Linked DNA regions of Hordeum vulgare: region 2 is linked to region 1. The links are chromatin contacts, called in public Hi-C maps. All regions are on one chromosome and are shown on one strand. The core of a region is the stretch at or near the end of the contact, and the rest is flanking DNA. Distances in the headings are between cores, read along the strand shown. Region 1 holds the start of LOC123448710. Region 2 holds the start of LOC123448713 (eukaryotic translation initiation factor 2 subunit beta).

Region 1 (6,345 bases), core at 238-2,737:
TTATCCATTTCTTGCCTCCCCCTCACCTAGCATAGTCGGTCAAGCACAGCCTATCACCCTCCAGTCCCCCTCCCCCCTAGTGCGGCTGGCCACAGGGAGATTTGAAAACCACATCAGAACTTGCGCCAAGACATACATTATTTGAATAATATATGTATTCATCCATTCATTTATATTCATAGCAACATATCATCAATCATATCACATGCACTTGCCTTTCAGTTCAGGCACTAAATCATCAGGAAGAAAAACCAGTGTACTTCTCAATTCACTACACCTATGTACAAAATTTAGGAGTAACAGAAATGAGAAGAATCTGACAAGTGATAAATGAAAAGAAGACAAATACTACTTTTCACAACAAACTTGTTGTTTTTGTTTCTTTTAATTGGAAGTTGAAACTTCAAACGCACTCTAGAGGCTAACATCATCAAATACTTTCGAAACTTCATGATGATTTGGTGCTCAAACCATAAGTGGGTGAATGCCCATGTTTCCTAATGAATTATTTTAGTGCTCGTTAGTCATAATGCTAAATGACCCTTTAAAGTATTCAGTATCGCCTAAGCAAGGATGTAGCTGACCCTCTGTATGTCACAGTTTACGCATTATGGGAAAGCACCCACAGCTAATTGATCTGATATACGACAGCGGAATCCAAACTTCATGGAGGAAAGGCCCCGTTGGCAGCTAGGAAATGTGTGCCAATAGAAGAAGAGGAAATCACACCCACATCTGCCAATCACGCTAGAACATTAACACATTACACATTACACTAAACATATCACAGATATGACTTAAGCCCAGATAGAACAACAGCATACATTTGGTCTCGTGGTCGTGAACTCGTGATGACAGATAACACGGTAAGGCATTGCGTCATGATGGTAGATCGTGCCCTTCATGTAAGATGCGGGAACAACTAAATTAACAGACCACCACGAGGATGTGAACCGTAATTTGCAATCGCCACTCGTGAACTGGCCAAGTCACATCAGATGGCTTGGCCAAACGAAAACAGGTGCAGGGAGGAGGAGCCCGTACCGACGAGGCGTCGACCCACAGCTGAGACACGAACCCGAGGCTCCGCGCTGAGCTGACGCTGATCACCTGCTTCGCTAGCAGCCCCGACCGCCTCGCCATTTGCCTCCCCGTCCTCCTCCCGCTGCTACCAATCCTCTTCGGCTCCCTCTCGTCATCTTCCTCGTTAACAACCTCGTCTCCTCCTCCCCCCGTCACATCCACAGAGACCACCGCCTCCTCCTGCTCCTCGAGCTCCCGCTTCAGCGCCAGGAAGTCGAAGCTGGACGGCGCCGGCGGCGGATCGTCCCTTGCGGCCGCGCGCGCGACGAGGGCGCAGCGGAGCAGTGTTGGTCCGTGCGCGGAGGCGGCGCTGAGCTTTGGGTTTAGGTTTGGATGTGGCGCTGGCGCGGGTTTGCAGGGTGGGTGGGGGAGGGGCGCGCAGGAGCACATCGTTGGAGGGTCAGGAAGTGGGGAGTTCGAACTCGGAGACGATCGGATGAGACAATGGGATTGCGTTTGGAACCAGTCAGGCCCGGTAGGAAAAATTGACAAAAATGACCCCTGGGACGAAAGAACTCACGGATTGACTCCTTGGAAGAAATAATTCACCGGCCTGACCCTTTTGTGTGGCGCCCGACACCTAGGCGCCACACTGTACTGTGTGACGCCTAGAGGTTAGGCGTCACACCCCCGACCACGTGGCAGGGAGGGCCCCACCCCCAGGCAGTGTGACGCCTAAGCCTCGGGCGTCACACATTGTAATGTGTGGCGCCTGACCCTTAGGCGCCACACACTGACTTACAGAGCCACGGGCCAGCCCCCTCCCCACCCCCTTCCCCACCCCCTCCCTCATTCCCCTCCCCCAGCCCCTCTCCCAGCCATTGCCCCCTCCCTCAAATCCTTCTCTACATCACCAAATCTGAAGGTTTGGAGCGGGCATTTGTTGTCCAATCACTCCCCTAAGGTAATCCCCACCTCTTCCCTCATTCTCATCCAAAGGAATATCTTTTGTGTTCTTTTTTTTGCAAATTTGAGGAAACCCTAGTTTTTCATGAAATGTGGGATGTATATCATATTGTTTTATTGTTTGTATGTTAGGATAAGGGGTATGATGGGGTTAGGATTAGGGTTGTTTGGATGTGTGCATTATGGTTGTTTTAGGGTTAGGCTAGGGTTAGGCTATGGTTATGCTAGGGTTAGGGATGTTTGGTTGTGTTAGGGTTATGAGGGGGTTAGGGTTATTTGGAAGTTAGGCTATGGTTATTGTAATTGTATGATTGCTCATAAAAAGGTTCTATGTTTTGTTGTTTAGGTATGAGAAGAACATGTGTTTATGTTCATCACGTGGACAAGGATGCCTTTTTAAAAGGCAATATTGGTCCGGACCCGGATGAGCTTGACATGGTGTTCGATTTGTGTCCTAGCTATGCTGAATTGTTGGAACAAGTTCGAAAGGATTTGAATTGGATGGACCCTAGTGATGTAGTTGAGTTTGCTGGTAGGCATAATGTGGGATTCGGAATGCACATTCGTTGGAAGACCATGCGTGTCAACTCCGAGCAACGTTGGCTTGCATACAAGGATACGGTGGCAGAATCACTAGACAAGGCTCTAGAGTTATTTGCCATGAAAACAAATGTTCCTAACTTGTTGGATTTGAACCGGGTTTCCTCTTCGATTGTTGAAGCTATTCCTGCAACCATCAACGAAGAGGCCAGTATTGAACCTCTTTCTTGTGTTTATGAGGCTAACGAAGAGGTCAACATTGAACATGAACCATTGGTAGAGGCTAATTATGAGCACTATGATGATGGTAATGTTCTTCATGACAACAATCTTGGTGATTTGGACAAATATAATTTGCAAGAGACAATGGACCATTCCATTCCGTACTCACGTGGGTATGCCTCTGAGTCTGACGATGAGGGTCCCGATGAAGAAGTTGATGAGGAAGGGTTCACGGCAAAGGAGGCTGAAGCTTTCACGAAGGTATTAAAGCGTGATCACCGGACACCATTGTTCGAGGATCTTAGCATTGCGGATGAAGCCGTGGTTGACGGAGGCGAAGGCATATTGTTTGGAGTTAGGCCACCTTCTCATCGGGACACACATGGGAAGAATATTATTTTGCCGGGGTCAAAGTTCGAAACATTCTTTGAACTGAAGATGTGGTTGGATGAATATTCTGTTACGCATTACAGGCCACACAAAGTTGTTCATTCAAACATGAAGCTGCGTTACACGGTTGCTTGTGAGGATAGAGGTTGTCCTTGGATTGTCTGTGCAAGACCATGGAAAGGAGGGCCAGGATGGAACATTGTCAGTTGTATGCCTCACATGTGTCAAGGCAAGAGGGTTGATGGTGCCCTATCGTCGCAAAGCCATAGACAACTAACCTCCGAGTTCATCGCTTATAGGCTTTCCAACTCCATCTCCTCTCTTCCTACAATGAGCATAAAAAGCGTACAAGACCTTGTGAAAGCCCTCTTTCACTACGAGGTGAAATATGGTAAGGCATGGAAAGCAAAGCAAGCCGCATTCAAGATGTTGTATGGTGATTGGGAGGAAGCATACAACCGCATACCTAGGTTGTTGGGAGCTATTGCCCACACTAACCCGGGCATGGTTCATGTGGTCGAGCCGTATGGGGAGAAAACAAGGATTAAGAATGGAAATAGGGTTCGCGTATTTGGCCGTGCATTTTGGGCATTTGAGCAATGTGTGAGGGCTTTCCAGCACTGTCGTCCTTTCATCTCCATCGATGGCACGTTTTTGACCGGACAATTCAAGGGCACTTTGTTGGTTGCAATAGCAAGTGATGCCAATAACCGGTTGATGCCTTTGGCTTTTGCTTTGGTTGAGGCAGAGAACAATGTTAACTGGGAATGGTTCTTGCATATTTTGAGAACCAAAGTATTACCGTTTGAGAGGGAAATATGTGTCATATCGGATCGTCATCAAGGCATACTTAACGCGGTTGACATTGTCATTCCCGGTCATGCTCCTTTGCATCATCGATGGTGCATGAGGCATTTCTGTGCAAACTTCTACCGGGCATGTGGTAGCAAGGAGTTCGCGGATGATCTTCAGGATTGTTGTCAAGCATTTTCTGACAAACGATTTGCAAGATTGTATAATGCTTTGCTTGTAAACAAAAAACTTGATGCAGGTGGGCTTGAGTTTCTTAACAGGCACATTGAACTTCGGGCCAAGTGGGCACGAGCTTATGACGAAGATGGCCGAAGATATGGTCAAATGACCAGTAACATGGCAGAATGCTTCAACCGGGTGTTGAAGGGTGTCCGTGCGTTGCCGGTGACGGCAATAGTTCAATACACATTCGACAAGTTGAGAGCATACTTTCTAAAGTACTCACAAGAAACAGATGATCAGATTGCGGGAGAGAACAAGAAAAAGTATAAGTACCAGTTTCCACCAAAGGTTGACAAATGGATGGTATTTCAATCACGGAAGGCTGACTCCCAAACGGCTACCCTGTACAACAACGAGGATTGTACATACGAAGTGAATGAGCCCGGAGGAATGACAAACGATGGCCAGCAACACGGAAACAGGGCGTTCAAGGTGTCTTTATCCTTGTGTGATTGCTCTTGTGGGAGACCAAGGTTGCTTCATCTCGCATGCTCGCATTTGTACACGGCAGCTCGCAGTAGGAATGTGGACGTCAACCATCCACTAACCGTGAGGGAGTCCGAGTTCTCGATCATGACCACGAAGCATACATGGGCTCCTAGATTTGAACCATACTTTGACCAATCACAATGGCCGGAGTATCATGGAGTACAACTATGGCCCGACCCAGAGTGGAAGGTTGTGAAACTGGGAAGACGAAAGACAAAGCGTTTTAGAGGAGACATGGATGGATGGGGCCATGGTGGTGGCAGAGAAATGGGGAACAACCAATTCCAAGAGCCTACTGAGAGATCACAATGTGGAGATTGCGGTGTAACAGGGCACAACAGAAGAAGGTGTACGCGCGAAAGAAGAAGTCCAAAAACAATGATTCCAGGTCAAGCCAACCAAGTCCTAGCCAACCAAGTCCTAGCCAACCAAGTTCAAGCCAACAAGGGACGGGTCAAGGAAGCACGAGCCAACAAGGGACGGGTCAAGGAAGCACGAGCCAACAAGTTCCTACTCAACATGTTCCTAGCCGACTTGGGCTTACTAGAGGACGTGGTACTAGAGGAAGTGGTGGTGGTAGAGGCAGTGGTGGGATAGGTCGTGGTGGTGCTGGAGGCAGGGGTGGGATAGGTCGTGGTGGTGCTAGAGGCAGTGGTGGGATAGGTGGTGGACTTACTAGGATTGGTATGCGTGGATACCTACAAGGACCATTTCCGTATGTCACATATTTCACTTATCTTTATCATGTTGTTTTTGATGCTCCTTTGTGTGTTATTTTACTAACTATGAGCTATGATGCATGTTTTGTAGGTATGGCCGCTTCTCAGCCGAACAAGGCAAAAGCGGAGTGGGGGGAGGAGAAGGATGCAGCCAGTGAGGAGCAGCTGTTGATGGAGAGGGCTGCAAAGAAGTTGAGAGAGGAGGATGCAGCGGAAGCGCGAAAGAAGAAGGATGAGGAGGATAAGGCAAAGAGGGATGAGGAGTGGCAAATGTTCCTTGAGCATAAGCGATATGAGGCTAGGATAAAGGAGAATGACAGGAAGACGCTAGAGAAACGTAAAAAAGAATATGAAGCTAACTTTAAGAAGATGTTGGCAGAGGCCGCAGCAAAGAGAGAGCGGGAGCATCAGCGCTTCACGGAGAGGGTTAAGGAAGAGGCTTCAAAACTGCGCAAAAGGGAAGAGGAAGAGGAAGAAGAGAGGAAGAAGAAGAAGGGTAAGGGGCCTTGCTCGACCCAATAGAGCCGGATGCTTGTAATCTATGTGTTGTTGAACCTTGTTTGGTTCCGCGCTTTATGACAATGAAACTCCACTATGTATGCACTTTTGGACGTAAGTTACTTCAAGAACCGTATGTATGTTTGAACTCCACCACCACTACTATGTGCTTTGTGTTGTATGTTTTAACGTATGTATCTGAACTCCTCCACCACTATTTTTGAACTCCTCCTCCATTAAGATGCAGTTCTAGGCATGACAGAGTGTGTGGCGCCTAAGCCTTAGGCGCCACACATGTGTAGTGTGGCGCCTAAGGCTTAGGCGCCACACATGGACTTATACTGGGGGAGGGGGGTGGGGGGAGGGGCTGCGCTGAGACTGTATAAGCCCATGTGTGGCGCCTAAGCCTTAGGCGCCACACAAGCCTTAGGCGCCACACTACACATGTGTGGCGCCTAAGCCT
Region 2 (5,670 bases), core at 912-3,411, 300 kb after region 1:
GAAAGAACTTAAGAACGCTTCTCAATATGCACTGTAAAGCAACTGAAATGAAATGATTAAACAAATGATCTTTAATATTAGTTTGTTCGCAGAACTAATGGTCTGTCATTTGTCAACATTCAATAATAGGATAGTAAAATGTTAATTAAACAGACATGGAAGTACAATTACCTCATCGTATTTGTAATCTCTATCAGTTCCTTCCCATGGGTATTGGGTTGCTCCACCCAGCACAATCCCTTCTCCTTGTTCATCCTCTCCGACTTGATCATCTGGACATTACATACATGCTCAGATACAACAGCGAACGTAATGAAGATAAATAAAATACTGACAATCAATATATCAATATATTTACCAAGAGTGTCTTCACCATCTCCAGCCTCAACAAGCGATGGATCAAGTTCCACCTGAAATTTGAACATCGGTGAGTTAGAGCAAATAGCAAGACAAAACTGATAGTCCAAACAGTATTTTCAACAGTGATGAACCCTGAGGCTTGGGCATTGTAGTGGCTTATTGCATTGGCATCTCATTAGGTTTGGCATGAGAAAGGAGAACATGACAACATAATCTAATGTCATATACTCCCTCCGTTCCTAAATACAGGTCTTTTAGAGATTTCACTACGGACTACATACGGATGTATGTAGACATACTTTAGAGTGTAGATTCATTCATTTTGCTCCGTGTGTAGTCCATAGTGAATCTCTAAAAGGACTTGGGGAGTACAAAATAGATAATAGACATCTCACAACTTTTTCAAACAGCATTGGAAATAAGCAAAACACAGCAGAGGCACAAACTCAGCATAATGAACTCACAACTTTCTTCTTTTTCTTTTTCAATCCCGCGAAGCTTGGCTCGCCAGATTCAGTGACTGAAAATAATGCAGAAAACTTTCAGCAACAACAGGCAGCAGATAATGAGATCTTTTTTTTGCATCAATACACAGACCTGACAAGCCCTCTGTCTTCTCTGCCAGCTTATCAACCTCATCAGCTGGATCTTGGATGACGACCTTCTTCTTCTTCTTCTTCTTGGTTGGATCAAAAGGTGCAATCTGCAAAACATCATAAACATTATCAATAAATGTGCACAAGAGACAGGAAATACAAGCATGGCACAACAAATATATAAAACATTGGAATACAACTATTTGGAACCAAACTAAACATAATACTAATACTAATAAACAGTGAAGCACACTGTCTTCTTCCCACCTCTTCATTCAATGAAGGGATTCCCCTACTGTTTGCCCGTCAAATAAAAACAGTGAAGTTATCCAGTAATTTCAGTACAAGGCAACATTATGGTGACATATAATTTCAAATGTTAGCATCACACTTTTGTTTCCATGATAGTCATTGGCAGGGATGCATAACAACACCAATATCTCCAACATGAATTGTTTACCTGGTCTGATGCAAAAATCTAGGTCATCTGATAGAAAAATCTACTTACAGCATAGGCAGACATTAAGAGTTCAAATGTCCTAAAAAATCACGTACTACTGTTTAATGCTACACGAGCTTCAAATCCTATGCTTAATTGTTAAGTCTCGTACGTTTAGCAAATATAAGAATTGCTGCCCGTAGAGCGAACCATGGCAGTACCGCATCTGACTACACGTCACACAACCACCATTGGCTTAGCAGCTTAAATCGCTCTTGCAGATTAGACATCTTCAACCAAAGCATACAAATCGACAGATGGACCCCATCGTCTCGAATTCACAAACCAGACAAACAGCAGGCACGAAATTATATCCGTTCCCCTTGGTTTGGCAGCCTAGTCGCCGTCCAAACCAAAGACGAATCCGCCGAAACAGACGTGCAGAGAGAAACCGATAAGAGAGCGTTTCACCTCGGTGGCCTCCTCCTTCCGCTCCATCTGCTCCTCGTCCGCCATGGTGACGCTGGCCTTCTTCACCCCCTCTTCTGCTGGCGGCGCGACGGCTCTAAACCTAGAAAGGAGGACGCAGGAGCCGGATCAGATCGGGTTGGATGGGAGAGAGACGGATTCTCGGGTGAAAGGGTTTCCAACTCTTACAGCGAGAGGGAGAGGCGACGGCGGCGGGGGCGGGGCTCCGGGTAGGGTTTCAGTCGTCCAGAGCTCTTTCTCTCTCCCACTTCTTTTGCCAGGCGTTTATCTCAGACGAGAGACGATGGGCCGTATTTGTAGACCCTAGCCTGACTTCTTTTTTTCCGGGCAACGGAAAACCTAGATGCGGCCTTGGCCTTCTTTTACAGACCTTTTCTTTTTCAATAGACAGTATGCTTCAAATTCAGTTCTTCAAAGAAAAAAAAAGTATGCTTCAAAATCAAAGAAAAATGGTTAATCGATAAATACCGCTGTAATTTTTGTGATTCCCAGAAATACCACTACAACATTTCTAGAACTTAAAACGTCACTTCAATTGTCACATCCATAAATGTCATTGCAGACATTTGAGCTTGGTTCTAGTCAAAACATGACAATTTATTTATCTTGTATTTCCCCCAATGATGAAATCCCCCCCCCCTCTCCTAAAGAAGAGAAAACGAATCCTAGTAGATTTAGGTCAATCCCCTCGATCCAATTCTCTTTCTTCCTCCTTGCACGCTCATGTCGTTGTCACCCCGCATCTCCAATTGTCATCGTGCTCATCAGCACTACTTGATATGTCTCAAACATATGTTTTCTAATTGTTTTACGCTATTATAATATTTAATTTCGAATACTTTTTATACCAAATTATATTATTTTTCTCGAGTAGCCTATTAATTAGGTGCCCATAGTTAGTTGTTGTTTTCTGCATGTTCTCGACTTTTTAGAAAATCCATGTCCACATAGATCAAAAAACGAGTTGTTGTTTTGTGCATGTTGTTGACTTTTCAGAAAATCCATGTCTACAGAGGTCAAAAATCCGGAGAATGTAATATGATTTTTTTGCATCATGAGGAGTCCAGAAAGTGTCGAGACCTGCTAGGGGACCCACGTAACTAGGTGGTGTGGCCACGGGTGGACCCGCACCACTAGGCCATGTTGGGCCATGTGCATAATCTCTCGCCCAGTCTTTCACCTATAAATCCTAAAATCACGAAACACTTTGTACCAAATTTCTTTGATTTTTTCCGCCGCCGAAAGTTGTTGCTCTAAAGAGATCCGATTTGGAGGCTTGTTCCGACACCATGCGGGGGAAGAAATCTATCATCAGAAGCTTATTCATCAGCCTTGTTGCTTCCATGACCATATGTGAGTAGTGTTGAAATATACCCTAAAGGCAATAATATTATACAATTATATTTCCATATTCATAATTAAGAGTTTATATTCTATGATATAACTGCTATGATCCTCGAATATGCGATTAAGTGGAAAACTCATATGCACGTGTGGAATGATAAATGGTTAAATAGAGATCCCTAGTCTTGCCTCTTAGACTTTCTCAAGTGTTGTTGGTGATTGATGACCCACAAGTATATGGGATCAATCGTAGTCCTTTCGATAAGTAAGAGTGTCGAGCTCAACGAGGAGCAGAAGGATCTGACAAGTGGTTTTCAGCAAGGTAATATCTGCAAGCACTGAAATTATCGGTAACAAGTGGTTGTGTGGTGAGATGATTCGTAGCAAGTAGCAAGTAATAAAAGTAACAACGGTGCAGCAAAGTGGCCCAATCCCTTTTGTAGCAAGGGACAAGCCTGGACAAACTCTTATAGGAATAAAAACGCTCCCGAGGACACACGGGAATTTCTGTCATGCTAGTTTTCATCATGTTCATATGATTCGCGTTCGTTACTTTGATAGTTTGATATGTGGGTGGACCGGCGCTAGGGTACTGCCCTTACTTGGACAAGCATCCCACTTATGATTAACCCCTCTCGCAAGCATCCGCAACTACGAAAGAAGAATTAAGACAAAGTCTAACCATAGCATTAAACTAGTGGATCCAAATCAGCCCCTTACGAAGCAACGCATAAACTAGGGTTTAAGCTTCTGCCACTCTAGCAACCCATCATCTACTTACTACTTTCCAATGCCTTCCTCTAGGCCCAAATAATGGTGAAGTGTTATGTAGTCGACGTTCACATAACACCACTAGAGGAAAAACAACATACAACACATCAAAATATCGAACGAATACCAAATTCACATGACTACTTACAGCATGACTTATCCCATGTCCTCAGGAACAAAAATAACTACTCACAAAGCATAATCATAATCATGACTAGAGAGGTAATGAGTAGCATCAAAGATCTGAACATAAACTCTTCCACCAAGTAATCCAACTAGCATCAACTACAAAGAGTAATTAACACTACTAGCAACCTTACAAGTACCAATCGGAGTCGCGAGACGGAGATTGGTTACAAGAGATGAACTAGGGTTTGGAGATGAAGATGTTGATGGTGATGAGTCTCCTCCGATGAGAGGAGTGTTGGTGATGACGATGGTGATGATTTTCCCCTCCGGGAGAGAAGTTTCCCCGGTAGGATCGTCCTGCCGGAGCTCTAGATTGGTTCTGCTCAAGTTCCGCCTCATGGCGACGGCGAATCCTCCGAAAAGCCTCCTCTTGATTTTTTTTCGAGACCGAAACCCTTCTTGTAGCAAAATAGGGGGGCCAGTGGGCCAGCAGGGAGCCCACAAGCCCCCTAGGCGCGGCCAGGGGGTGGCCGCGCCTAGCAGGCTTGTGGCCACCTGCTGGCGCCCCTCTCGCACTTCTTCGGCCCAGTATTTTTATAAATCCCAAAAAAAATCCACGTTGATTTTCACGGCTTTTGGAGTTGCGCAGAATAGGCATCTCAAACTTGCTCCTTTTTCAGGCCAGAATTCCAGCTACCGGCATTCTCCCTCTTCATGTAAACCTTGCAAAATAAGAGAGAAAAGGCATAAGTATTGTACCGTGAAGTGAAATAACAGCCCAAAAAGCGATAAATATCAACATGAAAGCATGATGCAAAACGGACGTATCAACTCCCCCCAAGCTTAGACCTCGCTTGTCCTCAAGCGAAAGCCTAGATTAATAAACATGACCACATGTTTAGAGAGAGAGGTGTCGACAAAACAAGATACGAACATGTAGGCATCATGATCATGATTAGAACAACAATACCAACATATAATCTCTCATGCTAAAGTGACAATTCCTTCACAAAGTAAAGTATGAATCAAGAACCTTACCGAGAATTAACAACCGATAGCCTATAGTCATTGAAGCAATTGCAATTTATCACAACATCAGGAAGAGTCAAATAAGAGCTTGTAAAGCAAATCCACATACTCAATCATCTTTTCGTTCTCTACAATTGCTACAACTCACGTGGTACTCATGAGATCAAAGTTTCAGCTGGACACAGAGAAAGATAGGGGCTTATAGTTTCACCTCCCAACTACTTACCTCAAGGGTAATGTCAACAATAATAATTAATGAATACTTACCTCCAAGTTGACATATGAATATATATCTTTCTCAAGCATATGACGTTAGCCAAGATAAAGGCGAAACAAGGAATTGGTGAAGACCACCATGACTCTTTCAAGGGCAAAAAGTAAAGGTACAAGATAGGCCCTTCGCAGAGGGAAGCAGAGGTTGTCATGCGCTTTTGAGGTTTGGATGCGTGTCCTCTTAGTGCGGAGGAATGTCACTTTATATTGCCTCCTGTGATAAAGAACTTTATTATGCAG

Evidence for each region. A called contact is a pair of places that touch in the nucleus more often than the background predicts.
Region 2: a contact with region 1 is called in a Hi-C map of seedling, with 3 times the contacts expected there. The contact joins the promoter of LOC123448713 here to the promoter of LOC123448710 in region 1. A contact is called at or near these places in 2 of 6 Hi-C or Micro-C datasets (leaf and seedling).

The regions. Positions count from the first base shown.
Region 1 is chr4H:396,411,271-396,417,615 of MorexV3_pseudomolecules_assembly, forward strand. It overlaps LOC123448710, which reads right to left and starts at 1,488. Exons shown (of 7, transcript XM_045125685.1): 1 at 1,045-1,488; 2 at 825-899. The coding sequence starts at 1,473.
Region 2 is chr4H:396,708,012-396,713,681 of MorexV3_pseudomolecules_assembly, forward strand. LOC123448713 (eukaryotic translation initiation factor 2 subunit beta) reads right to left here and starts at 2,162. Exons shown (of 10, transcript XM_045125688.1): 1 at 2,053-2,162; 2 at 1,867-1,966; 3 at 958-1,063; 4 at 825-880; 5 at 359-410; 6 at 172-272. The coding sequence starts at 1,911.